Regions from separate parts of the Ovis aries genome. Here region 2 is linked to region 1. A link is a contact called in public Hi-C data. All regions are on one chromosome and are shown on one strand. The core of a region is the stretch at or near the end of the contact, and the rest is flanking DNA. Distances in the headings are between cores, read along the strand shown.

Region 1 (7,442 bases), core at 2,121-4,620:
TTGGTATAAAAAGAGATTCTAGGAAGGAAAGCGATTTTTTCCCCATGCAACCTCGGTGCTCACAGCAAAGAGAATTTTATATGAAACTGGATGGCAGAAAGGTACAACATATTCTTAAATCTTGGCTTCTTGAGCTGGGACATGTATGGTTTTATTTAGGAGGGGAGGTAGATGTTTCCTCTGTGTTAACAGATGTGTACTAAAAAGGAACAGACATTATTTACAAGTTGTTTTGATTCTTTTTCAATTGGCATTTTCTTTCCATGTATGAGTATAAAATTAAATGAGTATAAAAGTTAAATCATTTAACTTTATGTTGACCCCATTGTCATTCAACATAATCATGAATGACAGTGCATATTTTGGGGTAACATTGCACAGGAATGCCTTAAACAACTATAGAAATGCTAATTCAGCTCTTCTACCACTCTTATATTTGATATATAAGGAAATGACCACAATGAGACCTTTATTATCATGTAGATTTCTGTATATCACAATGACCTTGATAAAATTACCTGTGACATAGCTAACTTCAGAAAGATAATTACAGAGACACTGAAGTCTAAAGCTGTTGTGCAGTCAAATATGACTGCAAGCATTACGCTTTTTCTTAAAACCTCAAAAATAAATTCTACTTAGCTTTATGATGATCTTGGGGTCCCTTCTTTTTCTTGTGTCTAAATAAGGGGACACTTGAAGTTTTCAATTTTGATTTCTTTTTTTTTTTGAGATGATTCCCACATCTCTCCTCCTTTCTACCCTGCAGTTCCAGCTTCTTTTCCCTTGGGTGCTTCCACAAGGATATCTCACCAGCAACTCAGATTTAGCATTTTAAAATCCAAACTCATCTCTTTCCACTCAGCAATCAAACTTCTCCAGACTTCTCTGTTTCTCTCAATGGTATCACTATTTGCTGTCACCAAACAAAGTATAATGGTCATCTTTTATTTTCCCTCTTCTTATTCCCTACATTGGTTAAACTGCATAGTCCATTTTTACTCCATGTTTTTCCTATTGATCCCTTCCTTTTCTCCACTATTGATACTTCTCATGACCTCATGCTAGCTGTTACCATTCCTATAACTGGTATCTCTGTCTTAAGTGTTTCTCCCTCCAACTTACCTCCATAATGCTCCCCAACAATCATCTTTTACATGCTAAGTTTTCCAGGAAATAATAACCCACTTATTAGATACGTCCTTTGCCTTGTGTGTTTTTGGCAGGACCACTAGGTACTTGCTCCCTTAGTAAAAAGACAGAGAGAAGACTGATTACCATACTTTCCATTTTGACCTCAGGGGAAAAACCTGGATGATAAAGGTGCATTGTGGATTTACCTCTCTTAATGAATTCAGAATAATCGGTTTCAGAGTCAGAGATGCTACCAGTTTGTATACTATGCAGTATATGCAAAACTGGGAGAATGTAAGTGGTGAATTCCGGTAAATTTGCATGATGCCAAGAAACAAGTGAACTGGCCTTGTGTTTCTTGTTAGTCACAAAGGCTAGCCAATCTTTCACAGCTCTGAACTCTTAAATTCCTGATTTAAGTTCACAACAGATATTTGTTGAATGACTATAGTCTGCATTGGTACAAATCATGACAAAATTACGGGTCACTTTGAATCTATAGTATCCCATATAGCTCAAATTCCTTCTCAGTATTTAATCCTCAGTCAAAATGATAATTTCATTTTCACTAAACGTATCCGAGGGACACACAAATGCAGTTACAGTGATGATCTCTAAGAGGTGGAGTTGAGGGGGAGGAATTTTTAAAATACTGTTCTTTTAAAAAGTGAGCTTAATTTTATGATGAAAAACTAACTAAAAATAATATACCTAGCCAACATAAATGACAATATACCTTAGGGATTTCCCTCTGTTTTGGAATACATATTAGAATCTAAATAGCAACATATCTAAGTCAAGACTTAACAGATTAAACGGTGGAAGAAACAGGGTCATTTCTCGGCCTTTCCTCCATACATTCGCTATGTGATACAGCTTGTCATCAGTTACTTTCCCTTATTTATACTGAAACGGATACAAAATAGTTTTTAAAGAAGAGGAAGGGACGAAAGGTTAGTTGCACATCTCTAGGGCACATCACTGAGTTTCTATTACAAATGATGAATGTTTATCACATAGAAAAATGATTAGCGCGTTAAGAAGAAAACTCACATAAGGAGCTTTAGCAGACTGCCTTTAAAAATACTATAGTTTTTAATAAAACTGTTGAAAACAATTTGTTCACTAGGAGTTTCTGACCACTCAGTAAACATCTCTCTCTCTCTCTCACACACACACATACACACACGAGATTATCAAGAGCTGAAAAGGAGTAACTGGTTAAAACTGTTGCAAAATGCTTCCATCATTATCCTTAATCACACCTCTCCTGGCAGCTTTTTTTTCCCCCCCTGAACATAACTTTCCATCCTTAGGCTTTTCTGGACTCCACGTCCCACCGTAGTCCCAATTTTCTGAGAACAGTAATTACCACCAAAGTGAATACAGCCCTACTAAAGGGACAAGTGGGCAATCGGTCTTTCAACCCTTCACCAAAACACTGCCGCGTCAAAAAGGTCGCCTGGCGGGTTTCAGGAAAATCCAGAGCTGGGTGCGAAGGGCTTCGCGGCAGCCTCTCTATCGTCTGTTCTGTTGACTCTGCAAGCCTCCTCCTGTCTTCCCAACCCGGCTCCTGACTGCCAACCTATATACGTGTGTAGGCCTGCGGGCGCTGCACCTGGGTGACAAGTGTTTAGACGCGACATGCATTCTGTAGGGCATCCAAGCCATCACACTGATGCAAAGATACCTGTCTTCAGGCGCAAACTGATTCCCTCCAGCCCCAGGGCTGGGGTTGGCCTCTTTTTGGTGAAGAGTCTGGGTGTTCCGACCTTAAGGCCGCTCATCTGTTCCTCCTCTCCTACGAGGTTTTCACTCCCGGGCCCAAGGCCCCCTCTGCCCAGGCTCGCGCACCCCTCGCACTTCCTCCCTCACAGGGAACCCTCGTATTTCCTCGTTTCCCCCTCTCGGCTCAGCCTTCCCCCTCTTCACCCCCTCCACCCCGCCCGCCTCCAGCCACATGACAGGAAGGGCTCCACCACGCGACGTCACTGACGTCCGCGCCCCCGCCCCCGCGCTCCCCCCGCTTTGCACGCAGGGGGCGGCCGGCGCGCTCCGCGCTCCCCAACCAGAGCTCGCCAGAGCGCCGCCGCAGCCGCCGCCGAGCGGGTGCGCGAGTTCCCGGATGTGCGGCGCTCGCGGAAGCCCCGCCCCCGCCGCCGGCTCCGCGCGCGCCCCCGCCCTCCGCCCCGCGCGCCGCTGCGCTCCGCTTTCCCCTCCCTCTCCCGCCCTCCCCCTTTTTCGTGCCTTGAGGTTGCGGGTCAGTGCGAGCCACTGCAGTGAGTCCGTCACGGCTCTGGTGCGGGCGCGAGCACGAGTGCGAGGCTGCAGCCCCCGAGCCGCTTGGCCCCCTTCTCCCCCGCCTCCCTCCCTGCTCTGTCTCTCTCCACTTCTCGCCGTGTCTCCTCCCGCGCTCTCCGTCTCTGAATCTCGACCTTAATTTCTCTTCTCCCCGCCAGCTCCCGCGTGTCCAGTCACCCCGGCCGGCGCGCTCCCCGCGGCGCCGCTTGCCCTCCCCCAGCCTGCACCCCCCCTTCCCCCGCGGGCGTCCCGAGGGCCGCAGCCGCCCCAGCCGAGCGTAGCTGGGCCGCCGCCGCCACTGCTTCCTGCGGGAGACCGTCAGAGCGCCGACACTCTTCTCTGTGCGAGCGAGTCGCCGACCGCCAAGCAAAATGGTGAGCTCTCGGCTTCCCCACGCACCATCGCTCCCCGCCCGCCGCTTCCAGGGGCAGGGGCGGGGGCGAGCCCCGACTCCCCCGGGCGGCTTCCCCCGGTGGAAAATTCGAGAGACCCGAGAAAGCCCCAGCGGCCCGGGGGCGACGGGCGGCGGATTGACAGCCCGGCGGGGCCCCCGCGCCCGCCCCCGGGCCTCCGCGGGGAGCCCCTCCGCCCCCTCCCCCCTCGCGCCTCTGGGATTCCGCCCGGGCCTCGACCCCCAGCCACCCCGGCCGTGCGCCCGGTACTGTCCCCTGATCGGCCCGCTTTCCCTTCTCCGGACCCTCCTCCACGTGGAGCCCCCCTCTCAGCCCCGCACTCACTCTCAAGTTCGGGGAGATTCCGGAATCCTACGGCAATCATAGGTGGCCAGTGGCTCTTTATATAAGACCCACTTTCTCTCCAGGGCCGCGCTCTCTTCCACTCCCACTCTATTTTGAAGCAGCAAGTCTTGGCAGGAATCCTGCCACTTACTTCCCCCCTCTCCCGTTAGTGTTTATTTCACTGCAGTTTGCAACCTTACGAGGCTTTTTTTTTTTTTTTTCCTTCTTCGCTGCTGGTTTTCTCTCTGCAGTGGCGAACCGGAAAGGTCCAAGGTGTCGATTCATGAACACAGTGTAGCTCGGATTGTGATAAACGGGGATACTTGTTTTTAGTGCTTACTGATTGCCAAGGGTTTCTCGTTTTCTTTGTTACCTTCGTGGGTTTCTCCGGTGCTGGTTGTTTTTGAATCATGGCGATTTAAATTTGTCTTTCCTTACCCTCACATTAATCCCTAGGTAGAACTCAACTGCTGTAGTGTTTCCGACCGACGCTAGGGGTGTGTCTCCCGCCTCTGTCACTGTAGCCAAGAAATCAACGACGCCCTTTTAGCCTGTTACCCTACCGGTTCTCTAGCTCCGGCTAGCCTGTGGAGTTTTCTCTTTGTAATCAAGAATTGCATGCAGAGTAGAAAAAGTTTGCAGTGCTTTTTCATCTAGATCAGATATCCGAACAGGTGATTTGGTCGTTAGGCTATTTCTAAAAGTTTTTGAACAGTTGTCCGAAGATTATTCCGACTGATTGCTAGGCGTTGAGTAATGTCTTGCAGCTTTTAATTGTATTGTATTTCACCTTGTATGTAGAATTAAGTATTTCAAAATAGTGTGGTGGGTGAGTGAAGAGAGAAATTGTGTGGACTGCAACTTGAGATCAGTTTAGTGTGATTGTGGGAGAAGAAAGTGACAGTAGTCAAGTAAGTCAGCTTTTATTTAAAAAATAGGACAAATGATTAAGTGCACCTATTGTGTGTGTGCTCAGTCGTGTCGGACTCTGCGACCTCATGGATTGTAGCCCACCAGGCTCCTCTGTTCATGGGATTTTCACGGCAAGGATACTGGAGTGGGGTTGCCATTCCGTTCTCCAGGAGAATCTTCCCAACCCAGGGATCGAACCCTCGTCTTCTAAATTGGCAGGCGGATTTTTTTTTTTTTTTTTTTTTTACCACTGAGCCATCTGGGAAGCCCTAAGTGCGCCTATTAGTGTCCTTAAAATTCAGATTAGGAGCAGACTTAAGAAATGGTTAGTGATTTTGATACGTGGAGGAGGTTTTTCCTTGCCAATTTGGGAGGCAGCTTCGAGACGATTTTGGCCTTCAAAGTCAAAACTTAGGTTTTTCCAGACTGCTACAAAAACAAGTTATATCAGAGCCATTCATAGTACATAGTACTCTCTTTTTTTTTTTTTTGGCATAATCTTTTGGAGTTATGAATTGTGCTCTAGTGCTTTAATACAGCTTCCTTATAGATGTATTTTACCCGAGGGTCCAGATCTTGAAGATCTTTGTCCAGTGTTTTTTTTAACCGGTATTTATAAAGGATACGTTTTGAGGAACAAAGACCTAGTCTTGTTGATGTAGTGTATAGGAGAATGATCTGACTTCCAAATAGTTCTTTTCCCCTCTGTGGTGCCTCCTCTCCCGTACCCCCCTCACGCTTTTTTTTTCTTGAGCTACAGTCAGAATTTGGGAAATGCTCTTTTAGCTTTTAAATTTATCTTCTGGAAAGTTAGTGTTTCTTTATCTTTCAAAAATATTTTAAACTTCCCATAGGTTTTTTTTTTTCTTCCAGGTCATTATTTCCCTCTTCTTTCCAGTTTCCTTTTTAGTATTTATTTTTTGGTTCACTCTTGGCTCTTTTTTCTGCCGTCCTCTCAATACCATTTCAGGGCATAATTTGTCATGACAGTGGCTCCTCAACTTTTGGAATTGTGTTGGTCTGCTGAGTATAGCACTGGTTCGCAAGTGTCGAGCCTGTACCTCAGTTGTGCCTTGTGGCGTATTGATTAACTCAAATAAATAGGAGTTTGGAGTGATCTGGTTCATTTTCTTGTTATTTGAGCATGTAATTCTGAAAACTTTCACTGTCTTTGGAAAACCTTTGTAATTCCTCCTGAGTATCATGGACATACTTAGATTTTTGTTAATAGACTTTAATTTGTGAGTTAGTGATTAATTCAAGTAAGGGGAAAGCACAGAGGCTTAGAGATTGAATTGAACCGATCAAGACTCTTTTGACAGGTATTAATTTTAGTTGCTACCTTAAAAGTAGCCAACTTCTTTTTTGCCTGTTGTGTCTTTGCCTCTCTTTATCATCTTTGTTTGAGTCTGAAAATGTTGAGCAAGTGGGCTGAAAATTATGGATGTCTCCCATATAAAATAGTGAGTACTGAGCTCCTAAGAATTTTTCTTGAATCATTAATGATCAGTTTTCTGTGATTACATAAATGAATGTATATTTATTGAAATAACTGGATGTCATCACAATGTTTTCTGTAGGTATGTATGTATAGTTTTAGATAGAGTACTTCAGTGTTACTGACATGCTGAGGCAGAATAAGAATAAGATAATCAAGTAGAATGCTTGTTTGAGTGAGTGAAAGTCGCTCAGTTGTGTCTGACTCTTTGCTTGTTTAGATGGGTGTAATTGAAAACAGTCTCTGAGTAAGTTTTGAAGGCGTAAACTTTTTAAGGTCATTTTTAGAAACTAATTAACTTTTCATTTATCAGAGGTGGTTTTTACTGTGTTCTTAGTGTAATTCAGAAATATGACCAGGTTTTTGGTTGGGATAGGTAATACAGAGTTTGTTCTGGATATATATATGAACATATTGTATAAATAATTAGCTATTCTTTTAAATTTCATTTCTTAGGGCAACCTTATATTTCCTAAGTGACCTTGTTATATTTTTGTGTTTTTTAAACTTTTTATTAAAATTATCTCCACTATCTGTGATGAGAGCCTGAAGCATATTTATTGCTGTCTGCAATAATTGTAGTTGGGGTTGTACACAGGATATTTTAGTTCGGATTCTCTAACCAAGAGAGGCTACTTTAGAAAAAAAAAAAAAGGCAAGCAACCTGCCTTATGGCCAGCAGAATTAAAATTCAAAACAATCATACAGAGAAGATTTCTCCACTTACTATGTCCCATAGTTGTTAAAAAAGGTTCAGAGTACAAGGTAAAGAAGCTGACTAAGGGTCAGTCAGCAATAAGAGGGACAGATAAGTGTGGGAGGATCAGGCGTCTGTCATAGGTAGTCAGGCAAGCAAAAAG
Region 2 (7,442 bases), core at 2,259-4,758, 55 kb after region 1:
GGTTTTGATTTCTTATTTGGGATAACATTGGAAATACAGTCATTACTTTTGTTGAATTTTACAGAAGACTTGAAAACTTTTAAACTAGTCTTTACTTTGAAAACCTACCCAATAGCTTCTGTTGACAATAGTGTAAGGCTTTAATCATATGATACTCTTTATAATAATTACTTAAAAAAAAAGACAGGGTTTTTTGTTTGTTTGTTTTTTTGACAGTAACAACCTAGTTAATAATGAGGGGAAAAATTATTAGGCAATACCACAGAAATAAAATTCTGCAAACAAGGCCTACCTAAGAGGATGCTAAATTTAGATCAGAGTTTGAGAAGAAAATAGGATGTTTGAATAATCTCAGAGTACTCCTCCCTCTATTTTTTTATGAAAAGGAAAGATAGTAGACTTACAGTGGAGAAGTCTGACAGAAACCCCTTTGGCCACCCTTGACAATGATGAAGTGAGAAGGGCACATTATTTCCACGGTATTCTTGCCCCAAATGCATTCTAATCATAAAATAAAACATCAGCAACTCATGCTGGAGGACATTATACAAAACACTGGATCAAAAGTTTTCAAAGACAAGATAAAAATTGAATTGTCACAAATTGGAGGAGACTTAAGGAAAAATTACCAAGAAGTTGCAAAAATAATAAAGTCTCAGTTATCACATACCCAGCTTCTTCTGATGTTAACATTTCACAGACTTGAAATGCAATTATTGTTATCAAAATCGAGAAATTAATCATTGTTACAACATTGTAAGCTCTTATCAGTTCAGTTCAGTTGCTCAGTCGTGTCCGACTCTTTGCAACCCCACAAATCGGAGCACGCTAGGCCTCCCTGTCCATCACCAACTCTCGGAGTTCACTCAGACTCATGTCCATCGAGTCAGTGATGCCATCCAGCCATCTCATCCTCTGTCATCCCCTTCTCCTGCCCCTAATCCCTCCCAGCATCAGAGTCTTTTCCAACGAGTCAGCTCTTTGCATGAGGCGGCCAAAGTACTGGAGCTTCATTCAGCTTTAGCATCATTCCTTCCAAAGAAATCCCAGGGCTGATCTCCTTTAGAATGGACTGGTTGGATCTCCTTGCAGTCCAAGGGACTCTCAAGAGTCTTCTCCAACACCACAGTTCAAAAGCATCAGTTCTTCAGCACTCAGCATTCTTCACAGTCCAACTCTCACTTCCATACATGACCACTGGAAAAACCATAGCCTTGACTAGACAGACCTTTGTTGGCAAAGTAATGTCTCTGCTTTTTAATATATCTAGGTTGGTCATAACTTTTCTTCCAAGAAGCAAGCATCTTTTAATTTCATGGCTGCAGTCACCATCTGCAGTGATTTTGGAGCCCAAAAAAATAAAGTCTGACACTGTGTCCACTGTTTCCCCATCTATTTCCCATGAATGAGGGGACCAGATGCCATGATCTTCGTTTTCTGAATGTTGAGCTTTAAGCCAACTTTTTCACTCTCTCTTTCACTTTTAAGAGGCTTTTTAGCTCCTCTTCACTTTCTGCCATAAGGGTGGTATCATCTGCATATCTGAGGTTATTGATATTTCTCCCGGCAATCTTGATTCCAGCTTGTGCTTCTTTCAGCCCAGCGTTTCTCATGATGTACTCTGCATAGAAGTTAAATAAGCAGGGTGACAATGTACAGCCTTGACATACTCCTTTTCCGATTTGGAACCAATCTGTTGTTCCATGTCCAGTTCTAACTGTTGCTTCCTCACCTGCATATCGGTTTCTCAAGAGGCAGGTCTCTCAGAATTTTCCCATCTCTTTCAGAATTTTCCACAGTTTATTGTGATCCACACAGTCAAAGGCTTTGGCATAGTCAGTGACGCAGAAATAGATGTTTTTCTGGAACTCTCTTGCTTTTTCGATGATCCAGTGGATGTTGACAATTTGATCTCTGGTTCCTCTGCCTTTTCTAAAACCAGCTTGAACCATCAGGAAGTTCACAGTTCACGTATTTCTGAAGCCTGGCTTGGAGAATTTTGAGCATTACTTGACTAGCATGTGAGATGAGTGCAATTGTGCGGTAGTTTGAGCATTTTTTGGCATTGCCTTTCTTTGGGATTGGAATGAAAATTGACCTTTTCCAGTCCTGTGGTCACTGCTGAGTTTTCCAAATTTACTGGCATATTGAGTGCAGCACTTTCACAGCATCATCTTCTAGGATTTGAAATAGCTCAACTGGAATTCCATCACCTCCAATAGCTTTATTCGTAGTGATGCTTTCTAAGGCCCACTTGACTTCACATTCTAGGATGTCTGGCTCTAGGTGAGTGATCACACCATCATGATTATCTTGGTCGTAAAGATCTTTTTGTACAGTTCTTCTGTGTATTCTTGCCACCCCTTCTTAATATCTTCTGCTTCTGTTAGGTCCATATCATTTCTGTCCTTTATCGAGCCCATCTTTGCATGAAATGTTCTCTTGGTATCTCTAATTTTCTTGAAGAGATCTCTAGTCTTTCCCATTCTGTTGTTTTCCTCTATTTCTTTGCATTTATCGCTGTAAGCGCTATATTTTAGTGGGGATAAAAGGTGACTTTTCCAAGATTCTTTTCAGGATACCACCTCACATTTAGTTGTTTCTTTGAAAATACTGTTATTGCTGGAAGGATTTGATAGACTTACTTTGTTTTTAAATCATAAACAAACCAATAGGTAATAAATTATTTATAAAGTGGCTGTTAGATTTTTTGAAGGAATAGTGTTTTGTTCTTTATTACAATTATACAAATTTTGGAAATTGGCTAAAATTTGAGGAAAGCTTGTTTTTCTACCATTCTGCTTTTCCTCAAAACCACCTAACAGTCGAGTAGCAACTTTGTGTGTGTGTGTGTGTGCGTGTGTGTGTGTGTTTAGTAATAACAGTGCTTGAAGGCCTACATCTCTTTGCTGCTGTTGGGAATCTCTTATATTCTTTTTTCTAAATGAGAAAAAATATATATAATAATTTTTTGATGTTTCTTTATCTGAGATGATGAATAGATAGGCAACTTTCTATATATATTATATATTCTTTAGTGTTATTATGTCCAATTAGAAATACTTATTTAAACTTAGAGTAGCATCATGAGATCTATGAAAGCAACTTCTTAATTATTTTATATGTTAATACTAATAAGATTCTTGAAATCACTTTAAATAAGTAACCATCTAGATTGTACCTTTGTTCCTGAGTATATTCAAGGATGGATTGATCTGGGTAAGGTTTCAATCATTTAATTTGGTTGTTTTCTGTGTTAACATTCCATAGTAATAGCTGTATTTTAGAAACTCAGACTAAAAGATCTGTTTTTAATATCTTGATTTTTAGAGGCAGGCATATATGTATGATTATAAGATTATCTGTTTTAATACTTTGTATAGTATAGTTTAAATTGAATATGTAGAAACTTTCAACTACTAGAAAAGATAGTCCCTCCCAGAGGTATCCTTACAAAACGTGGAGAAATAGCATGAGTCTCAAGTTGAGACTTGGCAAAACATGAAAAACAGTGTCTCTGAGTCACAAGATGAGTCAAAAGGGTGAGGTTTGTTTGTTTTTCCTTGTTCATCTGTTCTAAAGGGAGTGTGATTCCAAGTAGCTGAAAAAAATCTTCGATGAAAGATGGTGCCAAAAGTTGGAATTCTTTATATTTAGAAGTACAGATCTGAAACATTCAGTGGTGTTGCCAGGATGGATTTGATCTGTGCCTAGTTTTTAGGAGATTGGTAATAACTGTAAATGAAAAGTAACCTTTAAAAATATTTGACTTTTATGAAAGTTTTTCCTTAAAATTTAATAAAAAATTAAAAGGTGCTGGGTTTTATTTGTTCATACTTGCGAAGAGTGATCTTTAGACGAATATTCAAGAAGCTGGCAGCATTGGAGGGAGACTTTGAATATTGAACTGTATTCAAACCTTGTTCAGATTTTGAACCATGAACTGTTAGAAATAAACTAAATTAAAATTTTAAAACAGAAATGAAAATCAGAGTGCCTGGTGTACATAGCAGAGATTGATTTAGTCCGCCTGATATGAACCACCTGACTTTCATGATCAGCTTAGCATTGTCAATCCTGTAATATCTTGGTACTCAGCATACAGTTGGTTGTATGTTATGGCGGGTGCACACAGGCAAAGAGGTAATGAAAAAAATTTCATGATATATTTTCTTTGCTATAAGAAGTTATTCCATAGTATGTTCAACTCTAAATTAAACTGAAAATTAAACTATTGGATAACTGCTGAATTTCTTCTTGTAGTTATCATACAATCATTTGTTAAATCGTGCTGCCTCTTTTTGTTTGCTTTTAGTTGATGCTGATGAAATTAAAAGGCTAGGAAAGAGATTTAAGAAGCTCGATTTGGACAATTCTGGTTCTTTGAGTGTGGAAGAGTTCATGTCTCTACCTGAGTTACAACAGAATCCCCTAGTACAGCGAGTAATAGATATATTCGACACTGATGGGAATGGAGAAGTAGACTTTAAAGGTAAGAAAGTAGTTTTAGTTAAACTGCAAGTTAGGCAATCTATCAGTAGTCTTACATTTCTTTGTACAAAAATGTCTGAAAAGTTGATTTTTTTCTTGAATGTCCTTGAGTACTGGTTTTCTTATAATAATAGATTGTTAAAACTCAAAAGTCTGTGATATATGAACTTTAATAAACTAATAAGACCTTGTACTTTTTGGAACATAAATGATCGAAATACCCTTTTAGGTAATCTAAAAAATGGGATTTAGTATTTCTTTTGTTGTTAGAAAATTTCAGAGAAACTTAAAATATTAGAAGCCACATTTTTTAAAAACTGTTTTTTAAAAGAATGAGACTTTAACAATAAGTCAGCAATTTTAAAAAAAGCTGAAGTCAGAAGGATAGGAGTATTATCATAGACGGGATTAATTTAGTTAATCTAGATTTTACAAAGACAGTAGTGCTTTTGCTAATGTCAGCCATTTGGTTCTGCACTTTAAATAAACCTTTCATTTCATCAGGAAGTCAAAGAATTTTTGTTATTTTCATTTGAAGAATTGAATTGTCCAAGTGAAGGGCTCTAAACTAGTTGTGATTTAGTGTTCAGCAGCAGTGAAGAAAAATGACCATTTGTTATGAAACTTCGAACAGTTTATGTAAATGGTTCTGAATTTTGGAACCAGAAACCTCCCAATTTTTTCTGCCAAACAATGTAAATATTTTTTTAAAGCCCTCTTGTATAGTCATATTCTAAGAATATAGAGTTAAATAGCTTAAAGAATATGTTTTTTGAGTGTTATGCTCTGTAGCAACTAATTTTTAATAATAATAAAAAATAAATCAACTTGTTCAAGTTGATTTGATTTTAGAGAGTTCCAGGTTCAAATTATATATAGAACCTTGTTTGTTGAACTTTCAGATTTGGCTTTTTCCGTTGTAAATGCCACTAGTAATATTTTCTTTTGGAACAGGAAAATATTCTGTTGTGAGCATGTAGGGTTTGTGTCCATGCGCGTGTGTGTATTGTTCTTCTTTGTAAAAAATTGAAACTTCTGATTTGTAAATGTGTTTTATTCTTATTCAGAGTTCATTGAGGGAGTCTCTCAGTTCAGTGTCAAAGGAGATAAGGAACAGAAGTTGAGGTGTAAGTATTTTTCTTCACTGAGTTCTTAGACCATTACCCCATACTGCATTATAACCTCTTTTTAAAATATTCTAAAAGGTATCTTTTATTCTAGATCCTTAGTAGACATAACAGAAATTTTACATTCTGGAGAAAATCCTTCTTGGACATTTGCAATTTGTATTTTTTAATGATGTGTCATTATTACTTATAAGTTACAGGTGTACAGTAGACAAAATTGATTAACAGTTTTTAAGCATTATATTCCATTTGTGGGTAAGTAATATAAAATATTGGCATGGAAGTGAGAAGAAATGCTTTAATATGATTAACCTAACTTCGTTTACACTTGTATTCAGAATTATTTAGCTGGAAGTTTACTATTTTGGTTTATGTAGGCTTGCCTCTCTTTCAGGGAACATCTGGTATCTTTTTAAAATATTCAGCTCTTAACTGGAGAGACATTATATTCAATAACAGTTCTCTGAGGCACAGGCTATATGCTAACTTCCTTTGCAAATGAACTCTTGATACAAATGAGAATAATATTAATAGTAATAACAGTTACTGTCTTTGATTGTATATTATCTCACTCAGTACTGTAAAGCAGCAGTCCCCAACCTTTTCAGCACTCAGAACCAATTTTGTCAAAGACAATTCTTCCATGGACTAGGGGTAGGGAGTGGTTCCAGGATGATTCAACTCCATTCATTTATTGGGCACTTATTTCTATTACTGTTACATCAGCTCCACCTCAGATCATCAGGCATTAGATCCTGGAGGTTGAGGACCTGGGACCTGGGAGGTTAGAACTGTTATTAGCCCCCATTTTATATGTGCAGAAACTGAAGCTTAGGAAAGGGTAAATGACTTAAACTCCAGGCTATGTTAATTGTCCCAAGCAGTTTTAACTCCATAGCCCATATACTTGTAACCACCTAGTTTCACCTAAAGACAACATCTCTGTGTAGGAAGGAGCTGTCCTCATAGTAGAATTCTAAATGCTGGGCAGCTTCCTATCTTCTCTCTCTTAGAAAGTGTTCGTGATTACCATGCAATTGCCATTGATTTTTCCTTACTCTTTTTTTAGTTGCTTTCCGTATCTATGACATGGATAAAGACGGCTATATTTCCAATGGGGAACTCTTCCAGGTGCTAAAGATGATGGTGGGGAACAATCTGAAAGACACACAGTTACAGCAAATCGTAGACAAAACCATAATAAATGCAGATAAGGATGGGGATGGAAGAATATCCTTTGAAGAATTCTGTGCTGTAAGTACAAAAAAGCTAGTTCTTCATTAGTTATATTTCATAAAAACATTTTTAATATCACTTAATAGAGAATTCCTTATAGTTATATTTTGCCCTAGAAATTTCTGTTTGATTTTGCCCAATAGCCCCAGATTCAAAGTTTTGAAATGTTCTTTGTTGTAACTGTTACTAATTACTAATTATTCTCAAGAACTAATATTCTCAGTGATTGTCTGATAAAATGCCCCAACAATGGAACTAGTCACTTTTACTTATTATTGGTAGCCTCCCAAGTGAACAACTAGGTTATTTGAAAATACTTCTGTAGGAAATAAGAGTTCATGAATTTCAGCTAGGAATTCAGAAGCTTGGTCACAAGGATGACAGAAATGGAGTCCCCATCTGTCAAACTCAGCAGCGAGGCAGTGTAGAAAGGTGATTTGTTTTCCCCTCTCCTTTTTTTCTAAGCTGCTGACAGGTAGTTACTGTGATCTGGGGCAAGGGCTCCACAGAGGCATAGCCTACAGTTGTGAGAAGTCCTGGAGAGCTTGCTCTCAGTGAGAACTGGGGCCCTGGCTCGGCTTCCTGTTT

The links. A called contact is a pair of places that touch in the nucleus more often than the background predicts.
Region 2: a Hi-C map of tail adipose tissue shows a contact between it and region 1, with 2.6 times the contacts expected there. The contact joins the enhancer-like site here to the promoter of PPP3R1 in region 1. A contact is called at or near these places in 4 of 16 Hi-C or Micro-C datasets (hypothalamus, liver, muscle and 1 more).

What each region holds. Positions count from the first base shown.
Region 1 is chr3:40,082,052-40,089,493 of ARS-UI_Ramb_v3.0, forward strand. PPP3R1 (protein phosphatase 3 regulatory subunit B, alpha) reads left to right here and starts at 3,371. Exons shown (of 6, transcript XM_027966683.3): 1 at 3,371-3,809. The coding sequence starts at 3,807.
Region 2 is chr3:40,137,108-40,144,549 of ARS-UI_Ramb_v3.0, forward strand. It overlaps PPP3R1 (protein phosphatase 3 regulatory subunit B, alpha), which reads left to right. Exons shown (of 6, transcript XM_027966683.3): 3 at 4,316-4,492; 4 at 5,559-5,618; 5 at 6,688-6,872. Among named protein-coding and RNA genes, the nearest start is that of PNO1, 25 kb to the right of the region's middle. Within about 2 kb of position 3,509, at least 6 of the 54 cell types and tissues checked have an H3K27ac peak or open chromatin away from gene starts, as enhancers often do. A contact at or near this core is called in tail adipose tissue, where this site is marked.